2 separate regions of the Pan troglodytes genome follow, and region 2 is linked to region 1. A link is a contact called in public HiChIP or PLAC-seq data. All regions are on one chromosome and are shown on one strand. The core of a region is the stretch at or near the end of the contact, and the rest is flanking DNA. Distances in the headings are between cores, read along the strand shown.

Region 1 (4,230 bases), core at 199-2,698:
CTATACACCAAGGTACACACTGCGGGATTATAAAAGTCCTTGCCCTACAGAACACAAATCACCTCTCAATTCTGGATTGTGCCTTTATTTCTTCCTACCAACACTGCCAATTTTTAAGTTGTTTATAAAGCTTTTAGTTATGGAATCGCGATCTTGGATTTTGATAAAAATCAACATAGCTGCCAATTCTAACCTCAGTGCAAATGCAACTGGTCTATAACAAAGGGCAGCCCCTTATCTACCTCATCCTGTCCTCAGCAACATTGCTCTTTTCCAGATCGGGAAACCTGCACGGCCGCTCAGGACTTTTCGATGACTGCACCTTAGAGACCAGAGTGCAGGTTAGCGGGGCTCTCGCTCCATCAGTCAAGTGAGGTCTTCAAACTTCAGGGTGAACTATGGATGTGTTTTTAAGACTCAAGTTTTCACAAAAAAAATCCAAGTTTCAGAAAGAATGGGAGAGTTTCAACAGAACTAAAATATGAGAGCCTCTCTCTAAATAATAAAAAAAATTTTTTTTTTTTGGAGACAGTCTCGCTCTGTTGTCCAGCCTGGAGTGCAGTGGTGTGATCTCGGCTCACTGTAACCTGTGCCTCCCGGGTTCATGGATTCTCCTGCCTCAGCCTCCCGAGTAGCTGGGATTACAAGCGAGCCACCACGCCCAGCTAATTTTTTGTATTTTTAGTAGAGACAGGGTTCCACCATATTGGCCAGGCTGGTCTCAAATTCCGGACCTCAGGTGATCCGCCCACCTCAGCCTCCCAAAGTGCTGGGATTACAGACGTGAGCCACCGCGACCGGCCTAAATAATAGTAATTTTCAACGGAATACATTGGAATCTCATTATAAATGCCTGCTCTGGGCTACGATTTGCTTATCAAAGAATTCACAAGTCATAAACTAGAGGGGTGGACTCGACGTGATGCCCACTAGGAGAAAGGTGACAAGAGAAGCACGAAGGATAGCGCTTTTCAACCCTGGGAGAGCAGGGAGGCCTTCACCAGAAGGTGGGAACCCACCACGAAGCGCCTTCAGGAGACCCCGGGATTCCAAACCAATTAAGGGCCTCCTCTTCCGAAAACCGGAGGCGACGCGCTGAGCTAAGCGCGCAGGCTGGGTTGCGGGCCGACACCGAGGCGGCGCGGCCCCGCGACCGCCCTGGGCGGTCACTGGCGAGTCACGGACTCGTTCCGCCAGCGGCCAATCCACCCCGAGTCCGAAACAGAAGACGTCCCTGGGATGAAAGACCCAGGCCTGGGGCTTAAGGTGGAAAAACAACTCATTCCTCGAGGCCCGGAGACGGGCGTCCCGGGAGGACGGGAAAGGGAGATGAGCGCCCGCTGCGGGGAGAACGCGGTCGGGTTCCTCTGCCCGAAGGTGGCGGCCGCAAAAACACGGCCTCGAAAGCAGTTTCGAGGACGATGGCTCCTGCGTCCCGGGAGTCGCCATGACGCCGCGGCCTGTCCCAGACCCGGCGAGGGAGGGGACCAACCACCATCTTCCCCTCAAGGCCCAAACCGACAAAGAACGGCCCCCGGCGCCCTGGCCCCGCCACCAGGGCCACTCCGGGTATCGCGAGACCCAAGGGCTGCGCCGCGAAGACCTCTGGGAAAGGCGGGGGAGGGGAGAGGAAGGAAGCGGGGCCGGGGCTGGAGGCGGGCCGAGGCCGCGAGTGGAGCCTCAGGAAGCAGAAGGGGCGCGGCAAGATGCGATTGACGTCGCAAGCGAACCAATGACGAGCGAGCTGTGGCAGGCCTCCAGCCAATGGGCAGTGAGGCCTGACGCGGGGGGCGGACGCTGGGGCCGAGGGTAGCTTGAGCGCGGCGGCGGCGTTGTTCAGTCAGAGCGAGAACATTCCAGAGGTGAGTCCGGTGGAGGGGCGGCCCCCGGCCCGGTGCTTCCCGCCCCCTCGACCCCTCGGGCCGCTGGCTGGCGGGGAAGGCGCACTCCCCGACCGCCCACGGCTCACGGCGCCGTCTCTCCGCGCCAGGTCGCCCAGCTCCGGCGCTGACGGGTGTGGACCGCGGACGTCGCTGGGACAGCCCCTCCCCGCTGCTCGGCGGCGGCACCTGGCCCGGCCGCTCCTCGCTGCGCTTCGCCTCCGCCTCCTCGGACTCGGACTCGGGTTTATATCGCGCCTCACTTCATCCCAGTCCCGGGCGAGCAGCGTTGGGTTTATGTCTTTATTTGACGAAAACGGTGAGTCGCGGGCGCGGCGGGCCAGGAGATGGCGGCCGCACAAGATGGCGGCGGCCGCCGCGTGACCCCGCCGCGGCGTGTGGCGCAGTTTGGGCGGACGGCGGGCGGGCGCGGGCCCGGGTACCGGCCGCCCCCTCCCCGCGCGCTCCCCGGCCCGGCCTCGCCCCCTCCCCGGCCTGGCGGGAGCGCGCCGCGCGTGCCCGCCGCTCGGGCTGACTCAGGCTTCAGCTGCTGCATTTGTGAGTCATCGCGCGCTCCGGGGCGGGGGCGGCCCGATCCCGGCACCCCTCGGCCGTGTGTCGCTTCCCGGCTGTGCACCCTCCGGGGCCGCCGGCTCTCGGGGGACGCGCTGGGGATGGGGCCAGACGCCCCGGTCGCGCGCCGCCCTCCTTGGCGGAGCTGCCGGGTTCGCCAGCCCCCGCGGAAACGCCTCGGAGCGCGGTAGCCATGGGGACCAGGGCGAAGGTTAACCGAGTGTTTGAATAGCGAGGAAAAGGGAGGCCGGGGCGAGCCTGGCGTTCGCTCGCGCTCTCTTGCTTAATGGCCCTTCTGGGCGAGCGCTGCGTTTAAGGAAGTGCTGCTTTGAAGTAAGCCATGGTTGCCGAAGCAACAACTAGTTGTAGAGAACAGTTCCCTAGTTTCCCCTTAAAAATGAAGACGAACGGGGGTGTGCCTGAGAAGTTTGCTTATCCGGGCGGGGTGGGCGGCGGAGAGGGCTGGGTTCGTTCTTCAGCACTTCCAGGATGGCCGCAGAGGCAAACCTGCTGATTGCCCTCGGTCTGATGGAATCTCACGGCGGCTGAGGCAGCACAGCTTGTGTTTTCTTGTCAGGCATTTCCCTACCAGAGTCACAGTTTAGTCGAAATGGAGGCCTTTTTATGTTCCCGCAGATTGTACTGTGTTACATGAGAATGGCTGTTTGCATGTGATCTCAGATGCTTTTTAAGGTGGAATTAAGCGGAAGCATAACTAGGATGTAAAAGGAGGCGTTTCCATCCAGCGATGGTGTTAAACCTGGGGGGATTTTTGTGTGTTCTTTCCCTTTTTCTTTCAGAGCTGTTGCGCAGCCATTGGTACCTGTATTGGGGAAACATAGCATACAAGCAAGAAGCTTACAGCCTCAGTGGCGAAAATTTTTTCATGTCAGAGACCGAGAACTCTTGCAGTCGTTTATGTCATCCCTTCTTCTCCAGACAGAAGATACCAAAAAGTTGCAATCAAAGATCTCTTCATCTTATTGATAAAGTCACTAATAAGCCAAAATGTCTGTCAACGTCAACCGCAGCGTGTCAGACCAGTTCTATCGCTACAAGATGCCCCGTCTGATTGCCAAGGTAATAAACTGCTCTTCAATTTAGTTGATAGCTCTTTTTGTAGAATTTTGAAGTTTGCATTTGTCAGGGGAAACTGCACAACTAAAATTCTTATTTCCTTTAGGTTGAGGGCAAAGGCAATGGAATCAAGACAGTTATAGTCAACATGGTTGACGTTGCAAAGGCGCTTAATCGGCCTCCAACGTGTAAGTAAAGCTTGGAAAAGTCCATAAAGGGCATATTATGGATAGAGTCTTCCAAGTCTTTGAGCTGCAAAACTTGTTCTAATTGTGTGCTAGCTAATTACCTTACAAGTTGTGAGGAACCGTGGTTTATTGGTTGCCATGAGTTTACAAAACTACCAGGGGAACGCATTTAAAGAGTGGATGGCTGGGCGCGATGGCTCACACCTGTAACCCCCAGCACTTTGGAAGGCTGAGGCAAGTGGATCACGAGGTCAGGAGTTCTAGACCAGCCTAGCCAACATAGTGAAATCCTGAGTCTACTACTAATACAGAAATTAGCCAGGCGTGGTGGCATGCACTTGTAGTCCCAGCTACTTGTGAGGCTGAAGGGGGAGAATCGCTTGAACCCCGGAAACGGAGGTTGCAGTGAGCTGAGACCGCGCCGTTGCACTCCAGCCTGGGTGACAGAGTGAGACTCTGTCTCAAAAAAAAAAAAAAAAGTGGCGTTCGTACAAATGTGACTGAGTAGCCAG
Region 2 (4,456 bases), core at 1,601-4,100, 53 kb after region 1:
TTGGCATTCGCTGACTCATTATTTCATATGTGGCTTGGGTGAGAAAAGCATCTGGGTGGCAACCTCCTCCCCCAGCTACTTCTCTGGCCAATGGGGACTGTTCTGAACTTCCCATACACTTTCTCGCAGCTTCTGCCTGCGGCTGAAACCCTTTCTGGGGTGTTTTCCCAACTGTCATCAGGATGGGATGCAGAACCAGGTGCCATGCTCTGTCCAAACCCTGCCTGGCTCCGGCCTTCTCCGGCAGTCTCACTTCTCACCGCTCACTCTCCTGATATTTACCCAGACCCACCGTGTGGCTTCTCATTGCGGTGCTCATCAGGCCATCCTTCTGCTTGAACTGTCCTTTCTACCCATCCTCCCACAGCTAACTCTGCTCATGCTTTTAGACTCAGCATAAACATCCTCTCCCCCAGGAAGCCTTCCCTGATCCAAACCCCCGAGTTGAGCTAAATGTCCCTGCTTGGGTCTCCCACAACACTTATGCTCACCCCGTCTTATCATAACCAACATTGCAGTTGAAGTGTGTGAAGCACACATTTAACTAATGGAATTCCACTAACTCCTCTTGGCCAGAAGGAGAAAGAGAATAACTTTATTTATTTATTTACTTATTTATTTATTTTTGAGGCATGTTCTTGCTCTGTCTCCCAGGCAGGAGTGCAGTGGGCATCATCCTTCTGCCTTTTTTTTTTTTTTTTTTTTTAAGTTTTTGTAGAGACAAGGTCTCACTCTGTTGCCCAGGCTGGTCTCCAACTCCCGGGCTCAAGTGACCCTCCCACCTCAGGCTCCCAAGTAGCTGGGATTACAGATGTGCATGCCATCTCCCTATTCACATTTTATTTTACTTTATTTTGTTTTTTGAGACGCAGTCTTGCTCTGTTGCTCAGGCTGGAGTGCAGTGGGCTGATCTTCGCTCACTTCAACTCCGCCTCCCAGGTTCAAGAGATTCTCTCGCCTCAGCCTCCTTAGTAGCTGGGACTACAGGCACACACCACCATGCTTGGTTAATTTTTTGTATTTTAGCAGAGATGGGGTTTCACCATGTTGGCCAGGCTGGTCTGAAACTCCTGAGCTCAGGCAATCCGCCCACCTCGGCCTCCCAAAGTGTTAGGATTACAGGCGTGAACCACCGCGCCCGGCCCCTATTCACATTTTAAATAGAACCACTCTTGGCCCCCTGAGCATTCCTCTCTGAGGGTTAGATGGGAGCCCTGAGTGTTACCTTAGTCCTCAGGTGTTTTAACATTGGGAGCCTCTGGCCTCTCTGGGAGTGAATCTGGCGTTTAAAGATACATATATTTGGCCGAGCGCAGTGGCTCACGCCTGTAATCCCAGCACTTTGGGAGGCCGAGACGGGCAGATCACAAGGTCAGGAGATCGAGACCATCCTGGCTAACACGGTGAAACCCCATCTCTACCAAAAACGCAAAAAAAATTAGCCAGGCATGGTGGTGGGCACCTGCAGTCCCAGCTACTCGGGAGGCTGAGGCAGGAGAATGGCGTGAACCCGGGAGGTGGAGCTTGCAGTGAGTGGAGATCGCGCCACTGCACTCCAGCCTGGGCGACAGAGCAAAACTCCGTCCCAAAACAACAACAACAACAACAACAACAACAAACATATATTTCGTGGAGCAAGAAATGTCTCAAACATAGCAAGACAGTTGGGATGCCAACGGACCAAAGGGAAAGCAAGCATGACATAGCCACCCACTACAAGGGCTTACCTATTATCCAAGCTTTGGGAACTAGGTTAGAATCCCAGCTCTGTCGCTAACCAACCTGTGTACTTTAGCCAAGTCACTGTACCTGTCTAGACTTCGGATCGCATGTGTGTCTGCCCATCTCATAGGGTTACCCTGAGGCTAAATGAGGTAACAAATGTCATGAACCCACAAGGTAGACTCGACTCTCGGTAACAGTTCCTGTCACCCCCATCTCACACTACTCTCCCTCTTCGGACCCTGCACCCATGGATTCCATCCACCGCTGGCCAGGAGCTGAGTAGAGGCACCGAGCACGTGAAGAGGTGAATGGGCAAGGAAGGCTTCCAGGTCAGGTAGCATTTCCAGTGTTCCAGCCTGCAGGCATCTACCGAGCCTGGCCCGAGGCTGGCACCCAGAGATGCTTCCAGTCTTCCAGCAGCAACGCACTGACTGTAAGAAAAGCCTGCTTATAAACCCCCTACAGGCATTTGGAAGCTGGTTCCTGGGGTCCTCTACAGATTCATTTCGCCCCCGACCCCATCCCCTTTGTGCCACCCTCGTTATTGCACTCTTCCATCCGGATGGCATTTAGCTGGGTCCGGGTCTGTCACCCGTCTGACCACCAGCTCCTTGAGGGCAAGAGGCGCCTGCTGCCCTCAGGGTCCGCGCCCAGCCCGCAGCTGCTCAGATCCGGAGACGGGAAGGTTTGTTGGCGAGAGCCTGACTCCCGGGTCACAGTTAAGGATGCAAGAGCCCGGCGCCTTCCCGTAGCCCCGGCCCTGTCATTAATTAATGCTGGGGCTCCATTCGGTGCAGCGCAGTCCCAGGGATGCAACCGCAACTTTTGCGCACAATAGGCTCTCGATCTGTAATCCAGCCAACCCAGGCCTGTAGTGTGTAAATGCCAACTCAGCGGGAGGGCTCTGGCTGTCGCCCAGAGCCGTTTCTCGGCTCTTTCGCGGTTGCCGGCGCGCTCGGGACAGGAGGAACCCGCAGCCCGCGGGAGTCAGCGGAGACCGGACCAGCACTATCCAGCCCTCTGCACCGCCCCCGCGGCGGGGTCTGGACCAAGTCGCCCCTAGCAACAACAGCCGGGCCGGCTTTCTCAGGCCATGCTGATTGGCGGGACTCCGGGTGGCGGCCTGTCGTCACTTCCGGCAGCCGGAGGCAGCAGAGGAAGCCGAGGGGCGGCCATCTTGGCTCCGTAAGGCTCCGAGGTGCCGGGGTGCGGCGGCGGCAGCGGCGGCCAGCAGGGCGGAGGCTGAGGCAGCAAGCTCGCTAGAGAGGGAGAAGCAGTCGGGCGCAGGCGCCTCCTCCGCAGCCCGCTCCATGGTCGGCGCCCACAGCCCGCGGCGGCCTGTCTTGCGCTCCACTTCCTTCACATCCTCCTCCGCCTCCTCTTTTTCAGGCGCCGCCGGCGGCGCTGTGTGGAGGCCCGCGAGCTGAAATTCGCGGTGCGACGGGAGGGAGTGGAGAAGGAGCTGAGGGGGCCCAGGATCGCGGGGCGCCCTGAGGCAAGGGGACGCCGGCGGGCCGAAGCGCAGCCCGCCGCCCGCAGGCTCGGCTCCGCCACTGCCGCCCTCCCGGTCTCCTCGCCTCGGCCGCCGAGGCAGGGAGAGAATGAGCCCCGGGACCCGCCGGGGGACGGCCCGGGCCAGGCCCGGGATCTAGACGGCCGTAGGGGGAAGGGAGCCGCTCTCCCCACGGCGCCTTTTCAGAACTGCCGTGGACTCGAGGACGCTGGTCGCCGGCCTCCTAGGGCTGTGCTGTTTTGTTTTCACCCTCGCATTGTGCAGAATTAAAGTGCAGTAAAATGTCCACTAGGACCCCATTGCCAACGGTGAATGAACGAGACACTGAAAACGTAAGTAACCTGGGCGTTGTAGTTGGCGGACCTTCGGGGTGGCATTCGTGCTCCTCGGGCAGTGCCTTGCAGTCGGGTGTTCCCCCCAGCCGAACGCTCTGGAAATAGAGGGCAGGCCGTAGTCACCCAAGAGGCAGCCAGGTCGGACCGTTTCCTCCAGAAGTCTGCCCTGTCCCGCTGTTCGCGGGCGGGTCTGCGAAGTATATCGATTATGCCGGCAGTCTAGTCGGTTAATAAAGCCCAGGAGTTGCAGCGTTACGGATCGGTGCTTTGAGAGGCCAGGTTGCCGCGCAATGGATTGTGCAAATGTGTGTGTCAGATCACTGCAGTGGTCAGCGCTTATTTTAACCGAACTCTGCTTTTAACTTGGTCAGGCAGTTCTTGAGAGACTGTCACATTAATAACATATGTTACCGGTGCTGAGTAAGAGTAATCGATTGGGTCAAGTGGGCGGTCTCGCTCTTTAAGATGGTCTGGAACTAAATTTAATCACAGTCACTAAGTGTCCACTGAGGGATCTTTGCGGTCCCCTTAGGAATTCCAAAAACACTAGCGCGCAGCCTTTATTAAGGCAGTTTCCTTTCCATACAAATCTTTTTTGAAGGAGTTGGTTAAACATTTTGAAAAGCAGAAAAGCAGATGTATAGTGAAGCTGTGCTCTGCCACTCACTGCCTAGCTGAGGGACACCCGCTGGGGGCTTCGCTGTCCTCCTTCCTAAAAAGAGATTGGCTTAGATGAGCTCTTAGGTCCCTTTCAGCGCTCACAGGCTATGGTTTTATAAAAGGAACCTTTGATTTTGTTCATGTGAAACTACAAAATGCCAGGAACAGCATTGCTAGAGAATGAGAACTTGCAGTAGAAATTCGATTGAAGAAACGTTTGACT

The links. HiChIP or PLAC-seq counts read pairs in DNA pulled down with a chosen protein or histone mark.
Region 2: an H3K4me3 HiChIP or PLAC-seq map of stem cell-derived excitatory neurons shows a contact between it and region 1, with 3 times the contacts expected there. The contact joins the promoter of MARK3 here to the promoter of LOC129136916 in region 1. A contact is called at or near these places in 1 of 7 Hi-C or Micro-C datasets (stem cell-derived neural progenitor cells) and 1 of 1 datasets of contacts at active chromatin or transcription factors (stem cell-derived excitatory neurons).

What each region holds. Positions count from the first base shown.
Region 1 is chr15:101,351,502-101,355,731 of NHGRI_mPanTro3-v2.0_pri, forward strand. It overlaps LOC129136916, which reads right to left and starts at 1,449. Exons shown (of 1, transcript XM_054665822.2): 1 at 1-1,449. The coding sequence starts at 1,449. The coding sequence ends at 901. EIF5 (eukaryotic translation initiation factor 5) reads left to right here and starts at 1,991. Exons shown (of 11, transcript XM_016926765.4): 1 at 1,991-2,199; 2 at 3,254-3,533; 3 at 3,637-3,718. The coding sequence starts at 3,462.
Region 2 is chr15:101,403,262-101,407,717 of NHGRI_mPanTro3-v2.0_pri, forward strand. MARK3 (microtubule affinity regulating kinase 3) reads left to right here and starts at 2,851. Exons shown (of 16, transcript XM_001138504.7): 1 at 2,851-3,570. The coding sequence starts at 3,520.